Linked DNA regions of Zea mays: region 1 is linked to region 2. Evidence: chromatin contacts called from public Hi-C data. All regions are on one chromosome and are shown on one strand. The core of a region is the stretch at or near the end of the contact, and the rest is flanking DNA. Distances in the headings are between cores, read along the strand shown.

Evidence for each region. Hi-C and Micro-C count contacts between places; a contact is called where the count stands out from the background.
Region 1: a Hi-C map of tassel shows a contact between it and region 2, with 2.1 times the contacts expected there. The contact joins the promoter of LOC100191465 here to the promoter of LOC100191462 in region 2. A contact is called at or near these places in 2 of 25 Hi-C or Micro-C datasets (ear and tassel).

The regions. Positions count from the first base shown.
Region 1 is chr2:7,038,326-7,042,016 of Zm-B73-REFERENCE-NAM-5.0, reverse strand. LOC100191465 reads left to right here and starts at 2,276. Exons shown (of 4, transcript NM_001136898.1): 1 at 2,276-2,654; 2 at 3,078-3,147; 3 at 3,385-3,691. The coding sequence starts at 2,581. It overlaps LOC103645877, which reads right to left and starts at 1,218. Exons shown (of 12, transcript XM_008670585.4): 1 at 894-1,218; 2 at 685-795; 3 at 509-571; 4 at 314-427; 5 at 52-201. The coding sequence starts at 1,151.
Region 2 is chr2:6,834,850-6,838,766 of Zm-B73-REFERENCE-NAM-5.0, reverse strand. LOC100191462 reads left to right here and starts at 1,577. Exons shown (of 2, transcript NM_001136895.1): 1 at 1,577-3,136; 2 at 3,243-3,564. The coding sequence starts at 1,853. The coding sequence ends at 3,127.

The sequences.
Region 1 (3,691 bases), core at 1,027-3,526, 200 kb before region 2:
AAGCTACTATAGATACAGAAAGTTGATGGTCACAAAACACAACAATCTTGCCTTGATCAAACCTATAGCTTTGTGAATATCTGCTACACTTAAGCTCTTGCGCCACGAATATCCACACGATCTCTGTATGAAGGCACACCCAGTTTCCGGCCTGATGGAGCAAGCAAGAGCATCCCAATCAAGGCCACCATCTGCTACAAGCTATAGCTTTAGTCTCATCAGTAACCATCCACACTTCCACAGGCTACAGCCCCACAGCACATGGCGACACACAGTAGGCACTACAGGGGAGTGAAGAGAGAAATTGACGCACCGGAACTTCTCGGTACGTCACTCCGAAATCCTTGAGTGACCCTACATTGGCCGACCCCCTGATCCCAATCACCTCCTCCAAGGTGTCGTACGGGGGCCCAGCGACTGCCAGGAGCTGCAGGAATCCAACATTAATCAGTCTCAACTCTCAAATGTCACTGCCAAGGATTGTTCATTCAGTTCATCCTGTCCCCACCTCATGCCCAGGCCTCAGAAGCGCAAACAACGCACAGGCAATGGCGTGGGTACCTGAGAAGAACTGGCAGCAGTGGAGCAATTAGTTGATTGATTCATCAAAGAGGAGAGGAGCTCGGTTACACAGTACTGTAACCAGAAAAAAAAACGAGATTGCGTTGTGTGCGGAGGTGGGACCTGCGGGCGCACAATGGCAGCCTCCGCACCAACAATGTCGGCGAAGACGGAGTCCAACGCTTCCCGGCCGCCACCGTCGTCGTGGCCGTACCCCGTGGACCCACCGAAATGCTGAAACAAACACACGCCACAAACGTGACTCTGTGTTCACCTGCGGTGTGAGCTCGGATGCCAAGCAGAGGACCAGGGTGAAACGAAGGGGGGTTTACGTGCGGGGCGACGCGCGCGCGACGGAAGGCGGCGGCCACGCGGGAGGAGTTGAGAGCGATGGCGCGGTCCACGGCGCGGAACTCCGCCTGCAGCGAATCCGCCGCGCGGGACACGTCCGGGTGGAACGCCACGTCGTGCGCCGCTACCGCGGCCGCGGGACACCGGCCCACGCGCAAGGCCGCACTCGCGCCTGCGGGGCCGGCGCGAGGCCGCGCCCACGCGACGGGGCTGGAGAAGCAGCTGGCGGTGGCCGTCATCGCCGCGCGGCTGCAGCGAGCGAGTGAAGCAACCGCCGGCTGGCAACCCCGTCGGATTTGGCTCGGGCGACTTATCCCCGTCGGTCGCTTCGCTCGAGAGTTTGCCGTTTGAAACGGGCCCAACATAGGAACAGGCCCATTTTCATCAATAGCTTGCTTAGGCCCGGCCCAGTATCCGTAGCGTGGGCGTGCACGTTTAAAATCCAAAAAAATGAAAAAGAAAACAGATCAAATTATGATAAAAAACTGCATGTTTTTATGCGTAATCTGATATGTCCCATGTTTAACAATTATTTGTTAGATAAATAATTTGTATTTTAGGTAAAAACGTGTTTTTGCTAAGAAAGCACAGTTTCTTGGTCAGGATTCTCGACAGATTTCGAATTTCCCGACTGATTTGTAAATTCAAATTTAATTTTTGAGAAACATGAAAAAAACCCGATAGGAAAACATAGGTATGTTTTTGTTTTGGCTTCGATTCTAACCATCGGCTTCTAGCCGCCAAAACTCTTCGTTTGTTAGTCCGATTTTGTGAAAATTATTCAAATCGACGTGGATTGAGAAACCGTTAAATCGTCGCGATGGAAGAAATCCACCGCTTTGTAAATCCACGATAATTTCTTCCATCGCCCACGCTTTCTAAATCGTATAAACTCCTTCATCTCCATTCCTATGCAAATCTCGTGATATTTAGGTGCTGTTTGGTTCACATATTTGTAACGTAATGGGTAACGGATAACGTTAAATCATGTTTGTTTTAGTACAACCGTAATCAGATACCACACTAAAATTTAATACTAGCCTATTCAAATTTGTTACCGCCAGTAATCGAGCCGAAACAATTACCATTACCATTTGCGTTACAATTTTTGAACCAAACAGCACCTTAGATTCTTGTGATAACTAGATTAGGAAGGAACCTAAATTGTAAACAAGCACATGGTTTTTCAGACGGGGTTCACAAAAGCCGATTTTTAATTTGAATTTGAAAACTGGCTAGGAAATTCGAAATCCATCAAAAACCTTTCGTTTTTTGTTTTCGGTGGTTAACAGGAAATTAAATTAAAACGGTTTTTGTTAACCCTGGGCAGAGCCGCAGGCCACCGCAAGTGTGCTCGGCTCGGCCGCACCCCCCGTCGCGCACGTTCTGGCTCCTCAGGTGATCCGGTGCGTGCGTTGCGACTTGCGACGTCCTCCGAACTCCCGCCCGAGTCACGTGGCGCCGGACGCGGCAGGCGATAATCGCCGGCCGGCCGACCGAGACGACAGGCTAGGTTTCTCGTAGCACACGCTTACAGTTCTCGCGGATTCTCGGTGTGCGCGGCCCGGCCGCACATTGGACGGCCATCCAGTCTCGCCGCCGCGTGGTTTGATCCATCGATCCCGGATCGATCGTCCGTGGGAAGAAGAAGAACCGAACGGCTGGTTCATGGCGGCGCCAGCGACCAGGGTGATCGGATCCAAGCCAGCGGACTGCTTCCAGTTCCAAGACCCTAACACCTGGTACGACCTACACACCTTCGTATCCCCCGGCCATGGCCACTGTCCCGTCTTCATTCTCTGACGCGGGCGATCTTCTTGCATGATTTTTTTTCTTTTTGTATTTTTTGTTTGAGGTGGACAACTGCATGTCGCAGATCGGTTGCGGATTTGTTTTCTACTTCCGTTTTGTTTCTAGTTGCAGCGCTGGCATTATTAGAGTTTCTTAATTGCATCCATAGTGTGATGAGGATATAATCTGATCGAAGTTGCCCATTTAGGATCGATGATCTTGTAGTGGTAGTAGTTCAGTACCGATCCTAGCTAATTCAATGACCAATCGGATGTCCCTATTCATTGTTCAGATAACACCTTTCTGAAAAGCTGTGCAGACAACAAAAAATATTTTTAGCCACTGATCTTTGGTACCTCTCCGGGCTCTTGCAGGACCTGCGTATCGGAGCTCGCAAGCGATGTGGTCGTCGAAGTAGGAGATACGTCCTTCCACCTACACAAGGTATTGGTTTCCTATGTCCCAATGCTCATCACATCCTTCATTTCTGAACGCTAGACTGTCAGATGCGTGATGCCCCCACCGAATGAATTGACGTTCCAGTACATGAATCTATGCGATGTGTGATCAGTGATGCTTTTAGACTGTCAGATAACTTGCAAGTTTGGTAAATTGCACTTGTTTTACATGCTGACGACGTGCAACTAAATGCCATCTGCATCATTCTCGTTAATTGCTCAGATTCCGTTGACCAGCCGTAGCGGCACGCTGCAGAAGCTTGTGAACGAGTCCACCGGCGATGGCAGCAAACCGTGCACCGTGCGTCTGGACGACGTCCCCGGCGGGGCGGAGGCCTTCCTGCTGGCCGCCAGGTTCTGCTACGACGTCCAGACGGAGCTGAACGCGGGCAACGCCGTGCCGCTGCGGTGCGCGGCGGAGCGCCTCGCCATGACGGAGGACTACGGCGAAGGGAACCTCGTGGAGCAGGCGGAGTCGTTCCTGTCCGAGGTGCTGGCCGGCTGGAGCGACACGGTGCGCGCGTTGGGCA
Region 2 (3,917 bases), core at 328-2,827:
GCTCCGCCAGATAGGCAATGATGGCGCCCCGCATACTCTGTGACGACGGCGGCTCTCAGCCCCCTTATGGAAGCAAGAGGACGTCATCAAGGACTCAACAGCTCCGACAGCTGTCCCTCCGCCAGGCTCCAGCGCTCCTCCGACGGCCACGACACCACACCAGCTGGGTGCCAAAATCTCTCCGGCTGCCACAACGGCATGTACTTAGGGCGCTAGCTCCCCTCCGCTAAACACGTAGCACTCTGCTACACCCCCATTGTACACCTGGATCCTATACTTACGCCTATAAAAGGAAGGACCAGGGCCCTCTTAGAGAGGGTTGGCCGCGCGGGGACGAGGACGAGACAGGCGCTCGCTTGGAGCCGCTCGCTCCCTCTCCCGCGTGGACGCTTGTAACCCCCTACTGCAAGCGCACCCGACCTGGGCGCGGGACGAACACGAAGGCCGCGGGATTTCCACCTCTCTCACGCCTGTCTCCGGCCACCTCACTTCCCCCCTTCGCGCTCGGCCTCGCGTCGACCCATCTGGGCTGGGGCACGCGACGACATTCACTCGTCGGCTTAGGGACCCCCCGGTCTCGAAACGCCGACACTTTTGTATTTTCTTTTCCTTTTCATTTGAATCTCCAAAAGAAATTTGAACCTTGTTAGGAGTTTCACCATTGAGTCATCTATACAAATTCAAACCCTAGTGTAGGAATAATATATTTTTATTTACTTTTTTTATCCACATAATATTTAGTTTCTTCTCTTTTCTAAATTCTAGAATTTCTTTTAGATCTCAAATTTCACTTTGGACTTTAACATATTTCTTTTTATGTTATTTTTATATTGTCACAAATAATGCACACACAATAAAATTCCAGCATGATGCATAATTTAGTGACATTTATTTTATATTTATTTGTTTTTAAATATGGTGTTCACGTGTGATGGTACAAAAAGAGGGCACATGTATAAAGGAATTAATTTCTGCTTTTATATTATCTTATAAATTAGGTATTACTTCTAAGAAACTAGGTGGATTCAAATATGGCCTTAATTGTCTTTTATACTACCTCCTTCCCAAATTATAATTCGTTTGACCGACTTGTCCTACTCATTTTTTTTTGCGAAAGAATGAAAATTTCAAAGCTATATTTAAAGTATATTATATGCTAAACAATATCACAATAAAATTAATAATAATTATGAATTTTTTAATATAACAAGCTAATCAAATTTAAGGTAAAAAAGTTAAACGGATTATAAATTATTATAAATTGGAATGGCCCGAAATTAGACGACGAACGCTTCACTATATGGCCCTCCAAAATAAGCCGGGCCAGCCTGCAAAAAGGAAAAACTTAAGGGTTGCTACTACTGGGCCTCCAGTAAGGACTTTACATTAAGGCTCAATTATCACGGGCCTTTCGGCGCCGCCAGGCCTCCGTTATCAAGGTTTAGGTCTGGTGTGTACTGTATTTATTCTACCTCTTTCCAATGTCCCATTTTCCTTGTGAATCACTAGTGTCGCAAATCCCAATCTCCCAGCTTGCGCCTAAACCCTAGCTTGCCTATCGATGGCGCCGAAGAAGCGCAAGGCCGATCCCGCCGAGTCCCCCGCCGCCGTGGAGGCAGCCACCACCAACCACCGCCACGAGCCGGCGTCCTCGGAGCCCAAGCCACGCGGCTCCATCTACTTCCCCATCACTGACGACCCGCCCGAACCCAACGCCGCCGAAGAGGACGAGGACGAGGGCGCCGGCGACGACGAGGACGACGCGGAGGACATTGTCAAGCTACTTGAGCCGCTGTCGCGGGAGCAGCTCGTTGCGCTGCTCCGCACGGCGGCGGAGGCGAGCCCCGCCACGATGGCGGCCGTCCGCCGCGCCGTTGAGGCCGACCCTGCCAGCAGGAAGCTCTTCGTCCACGGTCTCGGATGGGGTGCCGGCGCCGAGGACCTCCGCTCCGCCTTCTCACGCTTCGGCGAGCTCGAGGACTGCCGCGTCATCTCTGACAAGCAATCTGGTAGATCCAAGGGCTACGGGTTCGTCCTCTTCCGCTCCCGCCGCTCTGCGCTCCGCGCCCTCAACCGCCCTCAGCTCCAAATCGGTGGTCGTCTTGCTTTCTGTCACCTCGCCGCCTCAGGCCCCGCACCCCCAGCTCAGTCTCAGAACCCTATCTCCAACGCCAACCCCAATGCTAACTCTAACTCCACGAGCAACGCTTCTGGATCCTCATCATCACAAACTGACAATATACAACGCAAGATATTTGTTGGTAATGTGCATGCTGATGTGGACGTGGACCGCCTATATGAGTATTTTGCACAATTTGGTGAGATTGAAGAGGGCCCGTTGGGCTTTGACAAGAACACTGGCAGACCAAAGGGATTTGCATTATTTGTTTACAAGTCTGTGGAGAGTGCTCGCCGTGCTTTGGAGGAGCCAATAAAGAATTTTGATGGAAAGACACTCAATGTGCAGAAAGCCATAGATGGGAGGACCAAGGGCTCATCTGGAATGAATACAAATACTAACTCCAATCCCACTACTGCATCTGTGGTCGCCGCCCAGATGACTGCTCCTTCCAGTGTTGCCATCAGCCCATATGATGCATCAGCATATAGTGCTACTGTGGTTCCTGACATGAGTTTTGCACAGCAAGCTGCTATGCTGGGATTAGGTGCACAGCAACAGGCATTCACTCAACCCAATGCAATGCTTGCCATGATAGCAGCAATGCAGAACCCAGCTGCGCTAGGGATGAGTCCAGCCATGCTTGCTGCTATGAACCCAGCCTTCGCCGCTGCTGCATTGGGTGCAGGGGGGCAGCAGGCACACACAGTTGGTCTTACAGGTTTTGGAGCTCAGGGTTTTGGGACACCGTCGTTTGGAGCAGGTGCCGCTTTCCCAAATGCAGCAGGTGTTCAAGCAGCAGCAGCTGCATATCAAGGAAGTGGAGCTCCTCCTGGCTTTCAAGGGCCACCTGGGTTTCAGGTTGGCCAGGCAACTACCCAGACAAGCACTGCAGCGGCAGCGGCTGCCGCAGCTGCCACTGCTGCTGGTTATCAGGCTGGGGCATCTGGGCAGGGCCAGGTGCCTGGTTCTCAGGTCGGAGGCACTGGTTTTCAGGGTGGATATTGACAGAACTAGGTATATCAACTCTCAACATTGTTTTATGAACCACCTTTGGTACTATTGCTTCATTTCCTTTCATTCTCTATGCATTCTTTGTGATTTGTTGATCTTGTTCTTGCAGCCATCTGATTATTTTCCTTGTATCTTAGTTTGGCATCTGTGGTCCGTGGTTCGTTCATGTGGTTTTGCATTCGGATGGCTTTTGAGTCTATATTGGTGCCAAAATGTAGCGAAAGGCTTCCTGCTGTTGAATTTTACAACTGGATTTGAACCAGATGCCTTTGTAGCAGTATTTGAAGGAGGAACTTTCTTGAAGGATCATATCGTTTTATTGCCTAATATGTAGTTTTGCTATTGCGGCTTCATTATGTACTTTGTGGATGTGTACTGGGTTTCATGTATCAAAATATCTGTATTTTGACTAGTTGGCTGTTACCTGGTCTTATCAACCGTGTTAAATGGTTTTGTGGGCACAATTGGAGACATTTTAACTGCAGTTCCTGGGCTGTTTGGAGCTATGGGGTATTTATGGCTTTTGCCTTAAACCTGGAAATTTCTTCTCTGCGGATGGTTTCGACGACCACTACATTTAAGATCTTGAATGTGTTGCAGCTTTGTTGCACTTCTAAGTTTATTTTTAAAATTCCCAGTGTTTAACAGTAGCCGCGCAAAATAGCTTGAATGTTAAGTGGTTATACAATCCCATAAGGGCTAGTTTGGAAACACAAATCCCCTTGGGGATTGAGAGGGAAATTAGTTCATTTCCACCTCAATCCTCTCCAATCCCCAAGGGGAT